Linked DNA regions of Arachis hypogaea: region 1 is linked to region 2. A link is a contact called in public Hi-C data. All regions are on one chromosome and are shown on one strand. The core of a region is the stretch at or near the end of the contact, and the rest is flanking DNA. Distances in the headings are between cores, read along the strand shown. Region 1 holds the start of LOC112706618 (beta-glucosidase 12). Region 2 overlaps LOC112708363 (a long non-coding RNA gene).

Region 1 (3,885 bases), core at 1,097-3,596, 56 kb after region 2:
ATGGATTTCGGCACAATGGAAGCCGGCGTAAGAGCACTCCTCGTCGGGCTGCTGAAGCAGGTGTGCAGTGCAAGTAAGAACATGGTGCAATAGGTTTCCTACTCATGTGACCCGTCGAAATTGCGAAACAGGGAATGAGGCCCATTAATCTTTGAGCTCTTTACTTTTATTATCTTGTTTTATTTCTTTGACCTTAATTTTACTTCGTATTTGTTCTTTGGGGATGGTTGAAAGGGGTTCCATTGGTTGATTCCCTGCGATTAATTCCTTTTTCGAGCATTGATATGAGAGTTTGTTATGCTGGTTGTAGTTCTATATCATGATATCAATTTTTGTCCCTTACTCTATTTTCAGTTTGAGATAGAAAAAGAATTTATGATCTTCCATTGAAGTTATGACCATGCCTCTGATGTTCCCCCTATCTCTCCTTAGAGGCTATGCTTGCCAAGTTTCTAAAATAAAGGAAATTTTGTCTTTGCGTCTCATGAGAAATTTCTTGACACCGAGTTATAGAGAATTTATTAGATTATGTGTCAACAATATCAGCTTTCTTATTATTGAGTTGTTATCTTTTGAGTCTGTACCTGTTAGTCTTTGTGTATGAATTTCTTCAAATTAAATAATAGCCTTCTATATCCTGTCTCTGGACTCTGGAGCTTTATATAGTCTCTTGGTCTATAAAAGAGTAAATTCAGATGAATTCATGAATCAGATTATAAGAATATAAAGTGACTCTTTCAGGAATGAAACAAGAGAACAACAATGGTGCTTTGCTGAGATGTTTGGCAAACTACTATGCCTAACAGATATCTTGTTTCCATAAATTGTGTTTTCATGTGTTGGAATTTGGAAGTCCAAATCAATAAATATTAAATAATAATGAAAATGCGTGCATAAGAATTCTAACTCACAAGATTTGTATATTTGACTGAGATACAATTTGGGTTACTTTTGCTTTGACTTTCCTTCATATCCATATGCTAAATGCCCGTTCATTCTCTCGGAAGAAAGCAAACTGGGCATAGAAGTTCGCAAATGATAAGAATAATTATTTTTTTGGACAGAGTATGAATTGAATAATCATAAATATTGTGTAAATTTTAAACAAATTAGTGTAGGGTTTTGTGTTTTTCTTTTCTTTTAACTATTTGGCCATCCATAATAATGACAGCATTATTTTAGTTTTTGGTCTTGGTCCATGATGACAGTTGTTTTTTTTTCATGATAACGACACAGAGCTAATACACTATTTTAAGGCTAATTGGGTCCATTCCAAAAAAAAAGGAAAATTGGGTTAGAGAGATTTTGGCTTAGTCGGTGCCTAGCATTCTGATCCAGCCCACTTCTGAATGATCGTCACTTGCTCTAGTCATCCATCTTTAAGACAAAAAAAAAAAAAAGAAGAAGAGTAACCGATGTTGAAAAGTTATTGTGTGCAAAATGTTAGTTGGTGTAGTAATTGTATGATTAGAAGATAGATCTAATTTAACTTGAATATACAGACAAGGATAATTAATCACTATTGTCATCCAGTCATGCTCACGATCTAATTAGAGATTTATTTGTTTTAATAAAAAGGGAAAGTATGAGGAGCCAATGAAATATTTATACAATGTGTACAATGGAGGTTTATGGAATATTAGAGATATAATTATTAGTGTTACATTTTTTCATCAGCTGAATCTTTTGGGATGAGTGGTATCATGACATGGTATTAAAGCGCTAGATCTGAAAGGTTAAGAGTTCGATCCTTGGTGAACCCAAAAATTAAACTAATTTTTCGAGAAGATGTACTTGGATGGTTATTCTAAATAGTATAGGAGATGTTCATTTCATAACTTAATAGCCATTGTACACATTGTACAAATAGTCCATTGTCTCCCCAGTGGATCCTAATAAAAAATATAAATTCTGTTTTTCAACCAACAAGAAAAAAAAAAAGAAAGGAAGAAAGAATAAAGTTAACTTAAATAATCATAAAAAACCTTTGATTTTGATTTGCTGCCATGTAAAATAATTTATGCTATGAAACTTTTATGTGCCCTGACGGTACCTTAGTGAAAAAATATAAAAATTAATTTTAAGTGTTTAAAATTAACACTTTTATAAATTTAAAATTTAGAATAAAAAAAAATTAACTAATTGGCTTGGCAAAATAAATGATGGAGAACAAGAGTATTAATTTGCTCTAGAACATAAAAGAAATTCTCATGATTACATATTTACTTGCTTAACTACGATTAATTAGTCATTGCAACCAGCAAAAAGTAGAAGAAAACAAGTTGCTAGTAAAAAATAGTTGTGTTATATATATATAGGAAAAAAGGCAAATCCTGAATTGAGATCAACTGAGATAACAGTGAAGGGGTTTATTAGCGTTGTTGTTATCGGCGTGGTCTTTGCTACTTGTTCTTCTTCTTCGCTCAATCGGAGCAGTTTTCCAGAAGGTTTCATCTTTGCCACATCCGCATCTGCATATCAGGTATGTATGTATCTATCCATCTCAATTATTTGAATTCAACTTCATTCAATTAATAATTATTACATTCGATGCGCAGTACGAAGGTGCAGCAAATGAAGGTGGAAGAGGTCCAAGTATATGGGATACCTTCACTCACAAATATCCAGGTTTTTTTTTACTTTCTTTCAATAATTATTTTATTTTCTTCAACAAAATTTATATAGATATTGATTAGACATTGTTTTGTTCAATGTTGATTAGAGAAAATAATGGACAGAAGCAATGCGGATGTTCTCATTGACCAATATCACCGCTACAAGGTATGCATATATGCATTTATCCATATTCGAATTTCAGCTTGTGTACGTAACAATTCAATGGTTAATATACTTTTAAATAGAGTTTAGATCTAGACGAATTATTAGTTATTGTTAATCTGTTGAATTGAAAAATACTATAGGAAGAAAGAATTTTACTTCATGTAGTAATTTTTATATAAATGCAATTATTAACTATAAGTATCATGTAAGTGCACTTAAATGTAAAATGAGTTGATTTGATTTGTCATATTGTAGGAGGATGTTGGGATCATGAAATATATTAATTTGGATGCATACAGATTCTCTATCTCTTGGTCTAGAATACTCCCAAGTAAGTTGAATAATAATGTTGATCAATTCTTATCCAAACTTAACTTTACATGTAGGTCCATATTAACTCACCTTAATCAATTCTTATCCACAGAAGGAACGCTTAGTGGAGGTATAAACCAAGAAGGAATCAAATATTACAACAACCTCATCAATGAGCTGCTGGCTAATGGTTAGAGTTTGCATCTTAATTTCTCATGCTGTTTATGGTGGTAACGGTATATAGTTGATAATTGTTTCGGGATGACTAATTTTACAGGTATACAACCATTTGTTACCCTCTTTCATTGGGACCTTCCTCAAGCCTTAGAAGATGATTATGGAGGTTTTTTAAGCCCTCGCATAGTGTAAGCTAGTTTCCATATGTTAAAATATCTATTAATTATTAGTATATTTTTTATTAATTTAAATTTTTAAAAGAAATAATTTCATAATATCATACTTTCTATGAATTAAAGATTTAAAATTGATCTTTTGTTATCATTCATAAGCTGCCCACTTATATTAATTTATTTAATTATGCTACATGTATATCAAAATCAACTACTAAAATCAGCCATCAATCTAAAATATATGTTAAAATATAAATACACATTGAAAATAAATTAAACCATACATGTATTTATATACAAATATATTAATAACGGATTTTAGTATCTGATTTTGACGCACAAATTACATTTTGTAATTCATTAAACTTTTAAAAGGAATGATTTTGTGACATATTAAATTAAAAAAAATATAGGAAAGCTTGTTGTTTCAATTTTCCTAAGA
Region 2 (3,754 bases), core at 1,241-3,740:
GACTATTTGTCTATTGGTGATATTTTGGTTATAACTTTATCCAATGTTATTTTGTATTATTAGCTTGGACCATTTGTCTTTTTGGAATTTAGTATTTTGTGAAATACATGTTGATTTAGTATGTTGTTTTGATATTCATCATGTTGATATTATTTATTATGTTGTTTATGATTTTATTATGAAATTGTTCATTAAGAAATGAGTAAAGTATCGTTTTTTTTGTCTCCAATATTTAGGGTAAGTCAATAAGTCCTATTTATGACTCTAACGTTTAAATCGTCATATTTGTATCCCTAATATTTGTAAAAGTGATTCAATATTATCTTGCTGTCAATTATACATCATGAGCTTTAGTTTGAATTTTGAAAATATCTTCTTGAAATTAGAATATAAATGTCTAGGATAGAATCGATGATCCACTCTGAAAAATAGCTCATCAAAAGTTGAAACTAATCCCTACAACATTTACATAATTCACTTTTCTAGGGATATAATTGAACCTAAATATAAATAGTGGGTACAATATTGAAATCGAACACATCCAAGTGAGACCTAATTGAGAATAAATACATTCAAGTGAGAATAATTGAAAAATACAATTTGATTTATTAGTATAATTGACGGCAGAATAATATTGAATCACTTTTATAAACGTTAGGAATACAAATAGGACGATTTAAACGTTAGGAACACAAATAAAATTTACCCAAATATTAAGAACAAAAATAATACTTTACTCTAATAGAAAATTATGCAAAACAAAATAATAGAACCCATCTAATTGTCAAAGTAAAATTCTGAACTTATTTTGAATCAACTATTGTTACATAATTATCATCCACACATACCTGAAATCCAATTTAGCTTAACTGAAATCTATCTAAACAATAAATCCTAACCTAATTCACCCATCTAGCTCTAAGCCCAGACTTAAAGTACCAAAATTTTCGATAAATCCTAAACCAAATTAGCATACTTCAGCCAAACTCCAACATATTGTTCAACTAAAATTTAAGGAAATTACACACGGTTGCCTTATTTTAAAATATTTCTGCAACAATAAATAACAAAGCCAACCCACTCAACGAACCCTAATGTAGCAATGACCTTCAATTTAGCTTTCACTCTGAAACATTCGTTCTTGACTTCAAAGATGAAATATTTCTCCTCATTCTTAGAATTTTTTAATGTTCCATGTCTATCTCTAAATCTGTTCAACAAAAAAAATTGCATTTTTGTGGAATCTAAATAAATCCACCATTATCACTTTTTAACTCGCTATACAAACAGTTCAATTGAAAAAAAAAATATACTTTAAAATAGACGCCGTCTCAGAATCTATGACCAAGATTCTTTTTTGTTCTTGAAGTTCGCAAAATTAACCTCTCACCATGGAAGCAAAATAGCACCATGCTATGCGCAGAAGATTAACTTCGAAAAAAGGTTGAGGTTTGAGAAGCCATGCAATTCCAATCCTACTTCCTCTTTTTCAGTGATTAACGATGATGGTGTCTTTTTTGGGGGTGTCTTTTCCTCAATTGAACCCTGCACATAATTTTATCTTTGAGAAAAGGACAAATAAGTCCTTGATTTTTTGGTCGGCAGACATTTATATCTTTGAGGACTTAAAAATACATTTAAGTTTCTAATTTTCTCAAAATCTGGTCATATCGATCCCTGAATCTAATTTGTCCCAATTTAAAAACTCTCATACGTGTGCATCCATATATCGACCAGGCTAGTATAACGGAAGTCATGTTTGATTTTTTCGTTGAGTCTGCCAGACCAAAGTGAACAGAAAGATCGATATGTCCAAATTTTAAGAAAGTCGGGAACTTAAATATATTTTCAAATTGTTGAGAATTTAAATGTCTGCAGACACAAAAATCAAAGATCTATTTTATCCTTTAATTTTCTCTTTTCCTTTTGTATTCATTATTTATTTATAAGATTTTTTTAAATTATTTGATAACTACTAATAATAAATATAAGAATATTTTTGTTTGTAAAAAATTAAAAAGAGAATTTTAATATTAAATAAAATGTTAAAAACAATTTTTAATAAAAAATAAGATTAAAAATAAATTTGATATTGATCCTAATGTTTAAGGATTAGAATAGTATCCATCCCTAAATTTTATACAGTATCCTCCGAATGAGAGGAAAGAACATAGTAACACAAAACAACCTTTATGTAACATAAAAGCATGGGAATTATATCAGAGTTTAGTGGATAGCTTGCTGGTGGCACGAACCCCAACACCATATGTGGATGCAAATGGCTTAACCTTCGTCCCAAAACAGACTACAGGAATCATTACGCTAGCTACTTTCTTTTTGAAAAAATATATATATAATAGAGTGTTATCCGGTTAAATAAACTTCGAATTTCATTAAAATAATAAAAAAGAGAATCCTCCTCATTCCTTATATATTTTAATATGTTATCCATAAAAATTGTGTGTATGACAAGACATGCAGCCACATGCACATGCAACACATGGTGTGTTGTATGTTGCTTGATGCTTCCATTGCATTGCAATTTGCATGCATGAACATATATATGTAATTTGGAAATGTTTCGGGATCAAAGTTTAGAAGCTCCTTTTTTTTGTATTTATTAGGTATTGTTTGAATAAATATATAATATTAGATGTAATAAATGTATCATTATAAGTGTTACATACAAAATTATAAATATTAAATTAAATAAAAAAACTTTGACTTACTAGTTTTTTAGCATTACTTTATCAATTAATTACTGTATAAAGGAAAAATAATATTCATTTAGATACTAATTAGATAATATAAACTATTAAAAATATACTCGAATAATTTTGTTGTTGATAAAAATATTACTGAATTTTGTTATCAACAAAAATATCTTCAAATAATTTAAAAACGTAACAAAAATATTTAAAAAAAATTATTGTTTTATAAGTGACAAATAATCTTTGTATTTGACAAACTTCTTGTGCATTTGGTCTAGGAATGACAATACCACCCGAACCTGTGGGTACTCATCCCTCCCCTACCCGCACCGGGAAGGGTTTTTAGCAGGGCGGGTTCTTGGGAGGGACGGGACGGGTCGGGTTTAGGTAATACCCGCCCCGCTATATATGTAATATATATAATTTTAATATATAATATGTATAATATATATAAAATAATTAGTCAATAATTAATAATATTGTATTATATTTAAATTTTTATTTTAATTTATGTTATGTATGTGACGATGGTTATATAAATTTTGAAATTTAATTTTATTTATTGGATTTTAATAATTATAGGGGCGGGCGGGTTAGGGTTCAACGTTTTACTACCCGCGGATAGAAGCGGGGCGGGTTCTATGCGGGTTATTGTACGGCGGGGCAGAGTCGAATAGAGTAAAAATCTGCCCCTACTCGCCCCGTTGCCACCCCTAATTTGGTCCAAAATTTTATAAAAATATTTAGATAATTATTTAAAAAATATACATAGATAAAAATTTGTTCTCTATATTTTTTTAAAAAAATATTATTAGTTGTTGACATAAAAATCACAAAAAAATTATATACTTAGCAAAAAATTATCAAATTTCAAGTATAAAAATATCTTATTTTTCTAATTATGTTTGCAAAAAATAGAATCAAAATTTAAATTTTAAAGTATTTTTTTAGAATACATATTTAATTTTAGATATTTTTGTCGCGTTTTTAAATTATTTAAAAATATTTTTGTCGATAACAAAATTTGAGTACATTTTTATCAA

What was found. A called contact is a pair of places that touch in the nucleus more often than the background predicts.
Region 1: a contact with region 2 is called in a Hi-C map of leaf, with 1.9 times the contacts expected there. The contact joins the promoter of LOC112706618 here to the enhancer-like site in region 2. A contact is called at or near these places in 2 of 8 Hi-C or Micro-C datasets (leaf and an unstated tissue).

What each region holds. Positions count from the first base shown.
Region 1 is chr8:26,253,009-26,256,893 of arahy.Tifrunner.gnm2.J5K5, forward strand. It overlaps LOC112706618 (beta-glucosidase 12), which reads left to right and starts at 2,347. Exons shown (of 13, transcript XM_025758011.3): 1 at 2,347-2,482; 2 at 2,559-2,628; 3 at 2,723-2,781; 4 at 3,037-3,112; 5 at 3,206-3,283; 6 at 3,371-3,458. The coding sequence starts at 2,731. It overlaps LOC112706617, which reads left to right. Exons shown (of 3, transcript XM_025758010.2): 3 at 1-395. The coding sequence ends at 77.
Region 2 is chr8:26,197,076-26,200,829 of arahy.Tifrunner.gnm2.J5K5, forward strand. It overlaps LOC112708363 (a long non-coding RNA gene), which reads left to right. Exons shown (of 3, transcript XR_011864710.1): 3 at 1-81. Among protein-coding and RNA genes, the nearest start is that of LOC112708363, 3.6 kb to the left of the region's middle. Within about 2 kb of position 2,491, at least 2 of the 3 cell types and tissues checked have open chromatin away from gene starts, as enhancers often do.